Linked DNA regions of Gasterosteus aculeatus: regions 1 and 2 are each linked to region 3. The links are chromatin contacts, called in public Hi-C maps. All regions are on one chromosome and are shown on one strand. Each heading gives the region's core, a stretch centred on a gene start, on an enhancer-like site or on the middle of the called end of the contact. The rest is flanking DNA. Distances are from core to core; before and after follow the strand shown. Region 1 overlaps sdk2b (sidekick cell adhesion molecule 2b). Region 2 overlaps sdk2b (sidekick cell adhesion molecule 2b). Region 3 holds the start of sdk2b (sidekick cell adhesion molecule 2b).

Region 1 (4,269 bases), core at 392-2,891, 210 kb before region 3:
AGGAGCTTACATAAAAGTCTGGCAAGTGTGCAAATCTCCCGGCTTTGATCTGCAGTTTCGCCGATTTTATGTCCTCCTCCTCTTCCCTAAACTCTAATGCCGCGGCATGTTTCCCTTTGCCCGAGGCGTGTCTGCGCAACCCTAATTGTGCCACCTCAATGCCGGAGTTTGCAAAAGAGACCTCGCCATCCCTCTACGGCAAAAAAACAGTGTTGAAAGCAGAAAAGAGTCAGACTGCTGGAAGAGGGAAGAGCGGCACAAGCAATCGGTAAGCTACCAAAGTAGCATCTATAGCACTACACAAGTGGGCCGGTGGGAGTGTCGGGCCTCCTCTGTGCCCCTCCCATAACTTTCTCTCGCACGCCCTGGTTGGCTGCGTTGTTCATTCGGGTACAGCGGCGTGTCACGTCCGCTTAAATGCCGCTGAAACGAGGGGAAGCCAACAGACCTGGCGTACCCCGAGAGGGGGGGATAATGGGCGTAGGAGGGCTGCGCCTATCATAGGGGGGGGGGGGGGGGGGGGGATTTGTTTGCGACAACGCTCCAGACAGCTCAGCGGCGCGCTTGTAATAGCTCGTTAACAAGACGTCGTGAGCCGAGGGGCCTGGGAGCGGCGCCGGGAAAAAAAAATCGACAGAATGCAAAGGCGCACCCGAGCCCCTATTTTAAGGCACGAAGCGACAGATGTTGTTGACAAAAGCGCGCGAGAGAGAGAAAACGGCATAAGCGGCGGTCATATTGAAATTGAGCAAAGTTAAGAAACGACCACGGCAACAATATCAATCTAATGAGAGCGGCTGAGTGGAACAGCTGCCGGGGTTGACAACACCCAGAATGATGTGCAGGTAGATCTTTCACCCTGCCAGCATCTGTCCCTCCCTGCTCGGTCCCTGGGGCGGGAAAGGCAGCCGAACAAAGTGTCCACCTACCGTGTGCTCACATACCCCCTCCCTGCCTCCGCAGCCATGCTTTTCATTCAACCTTTAGTTCCGTTCACCTGCGTCTCATGCGGATACTTACAGGCCACCTGCACTTCTGTGCGCCTCTGCAGAAGAGCTCCCACGCGATTCCTCACGATGCAGCGGTAGAAGCCGGCATGGGAGCGGTCCAACGAAGGGATCAGGTACCTTTGGTGGGGACAGAAAACAAGCACAAGACACGGATGAGGATTCTTTTAGACGGCATCGGATGAAATAGTGAACTAAACAAGATAAAAGTAGATTCAAAAAGGGTCCTTATGTAAGGGCGCAAACACAGATATTTCTAAAAAGCACAAACAGTATTCTGAGAAGGTGCACACACACACACACACACACACACACCAACAAACACCATCTAATAGGAACAAGGGCACTGAGGACATCTGAGCTTAGCTATTGTTTATTCTAATGATAATGATGCTCGGGAGGCTAACCGAGCTTCCACAGCAAAGCTCTCCCCGAAGACACACACACACGCACACGCACGCACACACACGGGCACAGACGACCAACACACGCATTCCAACCGGCTCTATGCAAACGCACGCATGCGCACCAGCTCCCCTGGGACACAGATCGAAGCTACGCGTCTCCACCAGTCGACGCTCTCCCTCTGACCTTGACTTTTTGTGTCCAGCTGCGGTGGCAGTACCGCCTCCCCGCCAAGCGGAGGCAGCGCAACCTGCGCTTTACAAAAGCTGCTGTACTGCGAAGACTAACGACCCACTTGATGTATATGCGCGCGTCTTGAGGCACATCTGGTGTTGCAGCTGACGCTAGAAGAACAAGTGGCAAGTGCTGATGATGGAAAAAGTCTGCCTCTGCATTCGTTCCGCGTCCTCCACGTTGTCCACGAATGTGTGTGCAAAAACACACCTCGAGACAAACGAACCTGAGAATTGCACACAAAACAAACCTAAAACATTTGATGCTAAATTGCACTTCAAGTGCGAACAAAGATTTTGTGGCAACAACGGCGCTGCCTCTCGAGAAGAGACACCCTGAAAGAGTTACCCGCGCTTGTGCAAATCAAAGACAAACGTGTTGACGCGGTTGTCGGAGGAGGCTGGGATGAAGTGGCCGTTTCAAACGCCCCTAATGGTCCTCTGTGTGTGTGTGTGTGTGTGTGTGTGTGTGTATAGAAGCTGCTAGAAACCACCACTTTTGATCCAACCACAAGTTTACTGGCTTCTGGAGGAGACACCTGCAGACGCTTATCAGTGATCAATGTTTGTTCGACTGTGTGCACGCGGCTTCTTCGGCATCTGCCGTACAGCGATGCCGCTGGGATGCAAAAGATGCTCTATTTTCGATTTGTTTAAGTCGTTCATTTCAAAGATCAGGCTTCCAGACTGCTGAGCACGGCAGGCATCGTCTTGGCGCGGAAAGGAGATAGACGCCGCGGACAACTGGCGGCATAATAGATGTTATCACAACAATGAAGACGTTGGGAATTAGCCTTAAGAGAGTTGTGCATGTTTAATTCTAGCACAACACGCCTTGTCAATACACTTCTTGTGGGAGGTGAAACACTTCTCGCTGCGAGAATGGCGCTTACCATCGCTGCTGTCACATTGCTGCGCGCTACTTGCTCGAGAGTGCTTAGCGCACCGCCAGGCGGGACGCCGGAGTGATGTTTGGTTTTGTGATTCTACCTTTTGTGTCAAGAGGTTTTATTTGCATTAATGCATGTTTGGGAAGCGCTTGAGTGAATGACGGAGAAGTGAAAGAGAGCAATTTTAAAGTTTTGACAAGCTAATTGCTGGACGGTTTGGACACTTTACCAGAAATAAATCTTTTCGTTGAGGAGGAAGGAGTCAAATAATAGGAGGCGTTATAGGCCTGTTCCCCTAAAAGCACTAAAACGTGTGTAGGATGTTGCCAAACCAAACAGTACTCAGACTAAATATACATGAATAGACAAGTTTTCACAGACTGCCAGGGGCTTAACAGAAGCGAAATGAAATGATACTTTCTAAGAGGATGTGTATAATAAGCAAACCAAACGCATAAGTGTGCGGAATGAAACCCAGTACAGACAACCAGAATATATTTAAAAAGTCCTTATGAATTTGATCAGGCTGAGAAAAATCCCCCTTCAAAGTCTTAGCTGTCGTCTTTATGCCTTCAGGCTTGCAAAGTGACGTTACTTAAGACCAAACATACACACACAGATGGGCGACAAATTAAAATAGAAAGTGACACCCAATTAGGAGAAGTCAGAGAAACTTCAAGTCTCTGAACGGGGGAAACCGTTCCTCCACAAGATATTTCCTCTTTCTGTGTTTGGACAATGGTGATGAAGAGCGCTCACTAAACCCTTCAGCCGCCCGTCTCAGTTCTATTTCGTTATGTACATTAGTTGCGTCCGTGTTGGGAAACTTTACTTTTCGCTACATTTCAGCGATCAAAGCCGCTGACCCGTTGAGAGCAGCGCCTGTTGGTTTGCACGTTAACACGTTGGCGTAACACTGATGTCCAATGGGTCCAATGGGTCCAGTGGGTCCGCTCATTGATGTGTCTGATTCTCCCTGCTGGGTACTCAACAGTCCAATCAGACACTTGTGCAGGGAGGTTTTCAGCCTGCACATCTGGCTAACTAACTGGCCACAGCATGAAATAACTGTGGCTATGAAAACCTCTTGAATGTGAATGTTTTTTTTTGCATACTTTTATGTTTCCTTCCAGCGAACACAGCGGTTTCTGTCTGGACAGAAAATTGATATGTTGCTCACTGCTAACTGTTTTGGGAACAACAAGACGAGCCGCGCTTTACTTGACCTCTGCAACATCGGCATGCCATCGCACTCCAGAAACGGGGAAACGAAATTAGCAATTTGAGGTTCTGTGTGTATGACGCACGCCTTAACGCATGGAAAAGGGGCTGCCGCCAAGTGGAACCTGCACTGCGCTAACAAATGGTTGGATATGTTCGAACGCTGTTAATATCCATAACAAAAAAAAATGAAGTGGTGTCAGATCCCATTAGCAGCAGCGTCATTTGCACCCGAAGGACTAAATTAGTTTTTGCCTAAAGTCTGTTTAGGCTTAATCAACTAATTAGGAAGCTCTATTAATGATGTGCAACTCCTTTCATATGTTCCATCAGCCAAACTAATACACATACGTGCATGTGTGATGCATAGGAGGCAGAAATATGAGGCTAATAGGTGATGAAACACACACAACCTGTGGTTCTCGTCGGAGTTTGGGCGGAGCAGAAGCTGACAGGTGGTGTCGGTGCTCCAAGTCCAACCCCGCTGAGGCCTACGGAGCCTGAACCTTCAGG
Region 2 (4,367 bases), core at 1,815-4,314, 230 kb before region 3:
CGCGTGCCACCCAAAGAGCAACGGGCTCGCTGTGGAAGCTCGGCTCGGCTTCCCAACCTGCTATTTTCAGCCTTTCAGCCTTTACCGCAGGTGTATTTTGGGAGTTACGTGAACGTGCCTGTGAGGACTCCATTCTTCTCGCCGGGCTCGCTCCAGCTGACTTTGAGTGAGGTGTCGAGGATCTCAGTGAAACTCAGGTGACCCACGGCACCGGGTGCTGCACAGGGACAAAAAAAAAAAGGATTATGAGCAAACAAGACACTATATTCAATAATATTCCATGCTGATCACCTTCCACGCTGCACTACCACACTAGTGGCGGCATTTGCATTTTAAATGCGTTTACAAGTGGAGCAAAAACAAGAACAAATCACTGAAAAACTGTCTGATGACAAGTTGGGCAAAATCTTTCCAAAGATTAACCAATTATCTCCAGAGGGACTGAGTCCCAATTATGATGATCCTGGTTGGATGCAGAATAAACTCAGTCATTAGCACTTCTCTACAACTTGGTTGTGCATGAATAATAGATCTTGCCCGGAGGATGTGTTACTGCGAGTTTGCGAGAGAGAAAAGCCCCTTACTGTCCTCGTGCGTCCTCAGTGCCTTGGGCGGGCTGCGGGGGCCGTCTCCGGGCGTGGTGAAGCACAGCACGGAGGTGTAATACTCTGTGAACTTCTTCAGTCCCGTCACGTATCCCAAGTGGACGCTGTCCTGGAAGTTCGGTCGCACCGTTACCATGGTAACGTCGTCGTCCCTGCCGGGCTCCCAGGCCAGCAACTGAAAAGGGCCGGCAGAAAGAACAAACAAAAAAAAAACAAGACAGAAGTTAATCATTGGTCCGTTACAACTCTCACACATGCGATAGCGTCCCATCACGCGTGCTCGATGCAGCATCTACTAATGGGATCGGGATCGACAAATTAGGTGCTTAGGTGATGAGCCCTTAAGGCAGGTCCAACTCGGTCTCTTTGCAGCTTCCAGCCAGACGATATCAACCGAGTAGATACTTGACTGTCTGCAACAGGACTTCTTTTCACACTCTTTTATGTCCTTTTCTGGGTCTTCTCTGAAGTCTACCTTCGCTTTATTTCCCTTTACTCTCACTGCCGCTTCTGCCCCCCACCACCCCCCTTCCCACCTCTGGGGAAGAAAATCTGGTATTTCACATTCTGATTGGTACGGTGACCCCTCCTCCCCCCCGGCCCAGTAAGGCCTGTGGAGCACCATCGAACAGACGGATATGAAAGAAGCCAAATGACGTAATTAAGCCCCAACGGAGGCAATACAATATATATATTTTTTAAATTCTCCGACTGTGGCTTCATGATTTCCTTTGGCTTACATTTGTTTCAATTCAGTGTACGCAAGAGGCAGAGAGATGGACTGTATTCAAAAGCCCATGACAAAATAATGAAGACATTCATCATCACATGCTCACAGCTCCACAATAAAACGGGAAAAACGACTGCAAAGATAAAGACGATGACCTCCGACTGACAAATGGGAGGACCGGGTCCATCGTTCACAGTGGCGACCAAATATCCTTGGCCCCTTGGCATTGCCCCCCCCCTCTTGCTGCACAGTATATGTGATACTACATGTTCAGCCCCGACAGCTCGGCACCAACTGACCTTGTAGCCCTGGTTGATGCCGTTGATGAACTGAGGGTTCGGGGCCGTCCACGTGAAGCGGATCGTCGTCGAGTTGACCGACTCGGCCTGCACGTTGCCGGGGGCGATGGTGGGCACTGGGAGGGTCAAGCCGAGGTGGGAAGGGGGAGGAGAAGAAAAAAACAGGGTGTGAGAACACGCTCGAGTGGTCTGCTGGAAGTCCGCCGGCATCTGTTCGGATGTCGGTATCGATCGCCGCTGCACAGGTCAGGACAGATACCGTCATCACGGTCCTTCTGATGACACCAACCCCGCCAGCACCAGGCCCTCTCTGGGGATTCGTTTGAGACCGTGTGAGCTGATTATAGATTTCATGGAGATGCCACACCTTCGCGCGGGCCTCACGGAGAAGAATCAATGTTAATAGAGTTGAGCATCAGGTCGTATTTATTCAAAAAGACACATTCAATAATCAAGACTGAAAAAAATCAGTGGATGTTTCTTAAAATCAAGAAAGGATTCTTCAACGGTTCACGTCCACGGGTGCTAAGTGAAATAATCCCGCCTGAGGACTCTTCCGATTTCAAGGATTCTTTGACTTCTAGGCAGCACTTTGTTCGGAGTATTTTCGAGGTAGCATGTGAGCATCCCCCTTGCTCCCAAAACACCCACAATCTTAAGCCCACGATGTATTACTTACGTCAGTTAACATTTTTTTCAATGTTTTTTTCACTTTGGCAGTCTGCCAAAGTCTGTCTGAATAAATTTGAAGGGAGAAAGTTTCTTCGCTCAGCCACAGACTCGAGCGAACCCAGATACAACGTTCACGTCAAGCACAATTGCAAAGGCGAACAACATGTTTTCATATCTATTTTTTTTTTTTTGATTCAAGCAAGTGTGCTTTAAAATGTAAAATCTTTAACGGGGGTCAATTTATCTTAAGATGCGGTTGTTTTCATGTTTTTAACCCGCGTATCTTGTTTCAAGGAACCGAGAAATCAATATTCTTACTGGAACTGTTTGTTCTGTTTTGTGTTGTATGTGATGTTTCCTTTTTTTTTTCTCCAAATAAAGACCCAATCACATCAACGAAATGAGCTCTCACCTCCCTGCAGCGTCCACTCAGTCACTTTATGGCTGAAGGTGCCCAAGCCGGCCCCGTTGTAGGCGGCCACCTCGATCTCATAGTTGGTCCAGATGATGAGGTCCTCCAGCAGAAGGTTGGTCACATCGGGACTGGAAATGTTCTTAGTCTGGTAGTCCACAGGCAGCCCAGTGAGACGGTACCTGACACACACACACACACAAACATGAACGGGGATTCCTGCACTTCATCACTGAGGCAAAAACATGGCACAGCTCTGTTGCTTTCACAGTGAATGTGACATTGGAGCCGGTGCACTGACATTACAGCGCTTTGCCGCTTGAGCCAGTTCACCGGGCTCCCTGCTAGGGGGAGACAAAGCACCAGAAAACCAGCGATCAAAAAAACACTGGCTGTCCTCCGGAAAACACCTGCTGTTTCATTTGGATGCGGGGAATAAAACGCCCGACAGAAAACCAACGCTAAACACGCGCTTACAGGATTTACAGTCAGTTTGGCACACGCCTGACTCCAAAGTTTTTCTGAAGTCAAACTATTTTCCCTCAGTCTGACATATTTTTTAATTGCCGTGGTGTTGACTGACGCTGTATTGACAACGTCTTTTAATCATTTTCACTTACTCGTGTAGAAAGTAGAAATCTAAATTCTCAATGTGACACTTTAAACGTCTAACAGGAGGTGTGAACCTGGTGTCTGAACTGAATGTGTATGTCTGTAGCTGCTTGTGGCCTTTGGGATAACCAGATGGAACCGGATAGGTGTCAGGTGAGAAGGTGGAGGAACGGGGATCCTACCGGATGGTGTAGCCCCTGAGTATGCCGTTCTGGTGGCTCTCCGGCGGAGGCTGCCACTGGATCATGATGGACTGGTTGGTCCGGCCGCTAGCTATTACATTTTGTGTCGGAGCACTGGGGGGTTCCTCGGGGAGAGAGACCCTGCAGGACACACACACACACACACACACACACACACACACACACACATACACACACACACACACACACACACAAAGCCATAAAGCTATGAAGCTGGAGATATAAAAGAACATTTTTCCCTCTGGGAATCATCACCAACGCTGCTTTAGTTTATGTTAAACTAAAAGCTTTGTAATAATGCAGCAGCCTAAATGTAGCATTTCAATTTAAAGCAAACATTAGCACACACTAAAAAAAAACCTCCTGTCCTGTTCAGCACAGGTGACAAAAGTCACGGGATGCACATTTACTCGGACGGAACGGGTGTGCGTGGGAAGGGACGCGAGCGAGATAAGTGCAACGCGCGGACGCAGGGTGAGGCCGTGGGGAAGGCCGGACCAAATGCCGCCTGGGACTTAAATCCCTCCCGCGGCTTTTGGGATGCGAGAGCGCGCCGGCGCTTGTGCGTGTTTACATGCGATCCCGCATGTCCGTGTGCGCGCCCGGGCTTTTGGTAGACGTGCATCCCCTCCTCGCCGACTCTAGACTGAAGGGATCAGTTGTCTAGGAAACGGCGTTTCTGGGCACAACGCACTGTTTACGAACAGCCACTGAGTTCTGCGAGATCTTGTTCGAAGAATTCTCACAGCTATTGTCAGCTGAGGGATGGTGAGATGGAGGAATTAAGGGATGTCAAATAAAAGTGATTAACACATTTAAAATAAATTTAATAAA
Region 3 (4,349 bases), core at 1,604-4,103:
AGAGCGTATTGTACTGCATGTGTCAGCAACCCAAAATAGTGTGTGTGTGTGTGTGTGTGTGTGTGTGTGTGTGTGTGTGTGTGTGTGTGTGTCACAAGGCCTTTGTTTGCAATGCAGAACGCTTCATTGTTTCAGGTTAGTACACCACACCAAGCGTAAATCAGCCATCAGTCAGGCACTGAGGATTATTAACCGTAAAACTTTGTTTATTTTCCTTGCCGCTCACAACGATGATGAAATGAAATGGACAAAATACCAGATGCCTCTCCCTGCTGAGCGAGCCTCGGAGCCAGACTTCATAGCACTTTGGCCCCGATGAAGGCCGTCCTCCCGTCGTTAAAAAGCTGTTTCGGTGTGGACTGGTCATTAAAATGTGGCAAGCGGTGGCCGACGTGTCCGTCCAGAGGCGTGATACCGGCCTCGTGGCGTCCTTTAATCATCGCGGGGAAGGAGAGTCAAGCCCACACTGGGGTCACTTCCAACGACGCCGCACTCCGAACGGTTTGAGTGTCCATTTCGGGATGCAATTAGAGTCCAATTAAATCCTACACTTTCTAACCCACGAGCGACGGGCGAATCTGATGGCCGCTGCTGGACGTGGGGGGGGGGGGGGGGGAAAGGGGGGGGGGGGGGGGGTGAGAGCGAGCGGCTGTCAAGGCCTTCTCCCCGGGCCACCGCGGTAAATAATGTCTTCTAATTTAACTTGCTCGGCTAAATAAGCATTAAGAAGGGAGCGAGGGATGGGTGGGAGTCAGCAGGGAGAGAGATACGGTTATAGGGAGGGAGGGAAGGAGGGAGCCACAGTGGCAGGACCCTTCGCGATAGGACACACGAGTTATCAATCGCCTGTAAATGTCAGGCACTCGGATGTGCACTCATGAATGATGGATATCTGCCTTGTTTATTTTTTTTTCCCCCCATCTTCTCTACATTGTATTATTGAGTGAGCGTCACCCCGGGAGTCTATCTCAAGAGGTAATACTCCCTCCTGGCAGTGGCAGCTGTACCTGAATCCTAAATCATCCCAGTGGACAAGGTGCAGTGGAGGAAAGCAAAGAGCAAGAGCTCTTTTGCATTTTTTTTTAACCTTGAGTCGCCACCCTGGAGGTAACTGCACATGCCGGGATAAAGGTAGAGGATTACATGGGTGGAGAGACAGAAACGGAGTGAGGTGGCATTTAAGATACCTGGGTACTTTGCTGAGGACCCCCCACCCCCTCTTTTGAGCACCCCGTGGCAGCCTCATGTCTAACTGCAGACCCCCAATTAGCTCCACAAAATGCTCAAAGTGAAACTTTTCTTCGCAAGGAAAAAAAACAAACTTCAGGTCATCCTGGGTAACATCATTTGTGAAAAGGTTCTACGTGCACATGAACGTGTGATAACAATGAAAAGGAAGCCTGAGTTTACAGAGACTGCTGGGCAACAGCAACAGCAACAACACGCTTAGTCTCCACAGGAACCCGACAGCGATCTGGAGGGATTATTGCGGTGAGAATTTGAATGACTAGTCAAACCAAAGCGATTAAAACAACTTCAGCAAAGTAGAAAACACACACACACACAGATTTCAGTAAGTTAAAAACAGTCTCAAAGAACAACTGCTGTATAGCATCTTGTGGGCCCATCTCTTTATTTATGGCACTGGTTGGACGCGCAAACTTTTGGGTGGATCGGGTGATTTAATTATCAGCCAAATGGGCTTCACGTGACAATTCCCAAGCTACACACTTTCTCACACACACACACACACACACACACACACACACACACACACACACACACACACACACACACACACACACGCGAAGCTTAATGAGGAAATTATAGCCTCCGTGCAAAACGAAAAAGTCAAAGCATGATGAACACATCACGGATGTGATGCCAGCAGAGCGTAAACACACCCAACACATGCTGGCCACCATGGCGGGGAAAGGGGGGGGGGGGGGGGGGGGGGGGGTGCAGACCACCCCTGAGCGCCCCCGGCGCGGTGTCTCTTACCTTGAGCCTGAATGGAGTGGAGGAGTAGGTTAAAAAATAAAATCCATGTGGCACGCCACATCGATCTGCTCCGGGAGTCCGCGAACATCGTCCCCCGCCTCTCCAAAAAAAAAAAAAGATACCGGGCGGACTGGACAACAAGTGCCCGGTGCGCTTGGGGTTAGGGGGTTGGGGGGGGGGAGGATGGGCTGCTACTGTGTCCCGCGGTCGTCCGCTTGCTCGTCGGGTCTCTCGGTGTCTGGGAGCCCCGCTGGCAACTCGCAGCGGGCCAAGCGCGCAGATCTGGGGGCGCAACAACCGAGCTGCTGCTTCGTCAGCGTGTCGTTACCGACGCGATTCGTTTAAACGGAGTCGGTTGTTAGTTGTGGTGCCAAGTGAGTTGGATGCAACTCAGTCAGGCGAATCCAGCTTTAAGTCCAAATACAGTCCGCGTCTCGCTGCACCTGTGAGGAGACAATTCTGCACCTCCTACTTTTTCATCCACACTTCCAGCGTCCTTGAGATGCCGTCTCCTCTCCTTTTCCCTTGCCTCCTAGAACTTCAAACTTCCACCTCACCGCTGTCCCCGACCAGAGCAGTGGCAGTTTTGGTCTCTCCCCCCAAAAAAGCCACCCCGATGGACTTTACCTCGAATCCTGCCCACGGCGCGCTGTCAAGGATGGCATCTCATCCTGTGTCAGGAGCACTGAGGAACTTCGACGAGGGCAGCAAAGGGGGAGGAGGAGGAGGAGGAGGAGGAGGAGGAGGAGGCTCAAACTTGCACTCAGTCACGCCGTCATTGCTCGGAACCCGCCGTGGAGGAGAAGCGCGGCTGCCCGTGTGCGTCGGAGGAGGACGAGTCCCGGGGTTCAGTGTGAGGGAACGTTTCGGATCTGACGCGCTGGCGGCGCAGCGCATGTTGCCACCATGCGGCCGCGCGCAAAAGCGCATTCCCCGGCCCAACGGAGCCGCGCACAAAAGGGGGTTCTCCACTTAGGGGTTGTATTGCTTTCCAACACCACAGAAAAAAGGTGGCATGGATAAATACCTTTTTTTGTTAAAATGATTTAAGGAGCACGTGCTCTGCCCGTGTCACCGGGGGGCCTGGAGTGGAGAGACGCCATTGTGATATTAAGTGGGGGATTTACAATGTGTCTGAAATGCATTTGACCTGCTGGTGTTTTTCTCAACCCACTACATTTTTCCTAAATGTAGTTGAAGCTGTGTGGAATCCTGTAATTCCTCCACGCTGTTCGGAGGTGCATGACACAACCATAGAGACACCAATGGCTGTCTTAAGTCTTTAGACATGGGCTGGAACGGCTGCATGTTATCTTGCCTGCGTTGGTGAGGAGGGAGGACAGGGGGAAGGAGAGGTTGAGAAATAAAAGAGGGAAGGATGGAAGTAGGAAGAGCAGAACGAGAGAGGGAGAGAGGAGAGGAGAGGGTGATGGAGAGCGACTGAGAAAAGGCTGTTTCCGAAATGACAGTATCAGTAAAGTCGAGGCTGAGGGAGAGAATGAGAGAGCATGACGGAGCAAATGTTCCTGTCTTGAAAATGACAGTGCCTCTCCGGGAGAAAGCAGGAGTGTTAATGTCAGTAATGTTTTATGTTTTTTTTGTTTTTTTATCCGGCAAATGGAGTGTACATATAAGCCACCACAGGGCATCAAAGAAATAATGCACCGTGGTAAAAGCTTGATCTTCATTTTTTGGTTTTCTCGCTCTCATCCAACAGTGTCGTACCTTGCCCAAAAGTTAAAAAGAGAGTTAATATCAGAAAAAGCAGGATGGAGCGCTTCCTCGACCTCCCCCAAGGATGCACCTAATTAAGATTTTTTTTTTCCAAAGCACTGATTGTAACTATAAGCAAAAGGGTAATCTGCAAAAACCATGGACACAATTTATTGAGCCACAGCTTTTTATACATGAGAGGCAATGCTGCTGTTTGTGTGGCTTCAAGGTATATTCACTTCAGTGAGCGATCTTTTTATTTGGCCCTAGAATTAACCAAAGAACTGGTATTGATGATTCAGAGGTACTCGAAGCAGACTGCAATTATTTTTGAGTTATTCTGACATTTGCCCTGGGCATCCATATTTAAACACCTCAAACCAAACCATGGGATGCCATTGTTGGTACAGAAGAGGAGGCACAAACAAGTGCAAAGACACCTGGAAGTAATTTGAGGCTGAAACTTAATCACGTGAAAGGACCATGACCTCTTAGCAGCTCATCACTTCATAAGCTGCTAAGTTGAAATGTGAAAAATGACGATACAAAAAAAAGATACAAATGGAGGTTCAGGGACACACAAATGACCAAGTACAAGAGGAAGATGTTTTAATAAATGCATTGTTGGAAGCGGT

The links. Hi-C and Micro-C count contacts between places; a contact is called where the count stands out from the background.
Region 1: a contact with region 3 is called in a Hi-C map of skeletal muscle, with 7 times the contacts expected there. The contact joins the enhancer-like site here to the promoter of sdk2b in region 3. A contact is called at or near these places in 3 of 6 Hi-C or Micro-C datasets (skeletal muscle and tail fin).
Region 2: a Hi-C map of skeletal muscle shows a contact between it and region 3, with 2.8 times the contacts expected there. The contact joins the enhancer-like site here to the promoter of sdk2b in region 3. A contact is called at or near these places in 2 of 6 Hi-C or Micro-C datasets (both in skeletal muscle).

Annotation. Positions count from the first base shown.
Region 1 is chr5:9,588,515-9,592,783 of fGasAcu3.hap1.1, forward strand. It overlaps sdk2b (sidekick cell adhesion molecule 2b), which reads right to left. Exons shown (of 45, transcript XM_078103193.1): 3 at 1,021-1,127. Among protein-coding and RNA genes, the nearest start is that of cdc42ep4b, 59 kb to the left of the region's middle. Within about 2 kb of position 1,642, at least 1 of the 9 cell types and tissues checked has open chromatin away from gene starts, as enhancers often do.
Region 2 is chr5:9,563,462-9,567,828 of fGasAcu3.hap1.1, forward strand. It overlaps sdk2b (sidekick cell adhesion molecule 2b), which reads right to left. Exons shown (of 45, transcript XM_078103193.1): 16 at 3,513-3,653; 17 at 2,719-2,900; 18 at 1,635-1,750; 19 at 585-780; 20 at 119-217. Among protein-coding and RNA genes, the nearest start is that of cdc42ep4b, 34 kb to the left of the region's middle. Within about 2 kb of position 3,065, at least 5 of the 9 cell types and tissues checked have open chromatin away from gene starts, as enhancers often do.
Region 3 is chr5:9,796,957-9,801,305 of fGasAcu3.hap1.1, forward strand. sdk2b (sidekick cell adhesion molecule 2b) reads right to left here and starts at 2,854. Exons shown (of 45, transcript XM_078103193.1): 1 at 2,002-2,854. The coding sequence starts at 2,089.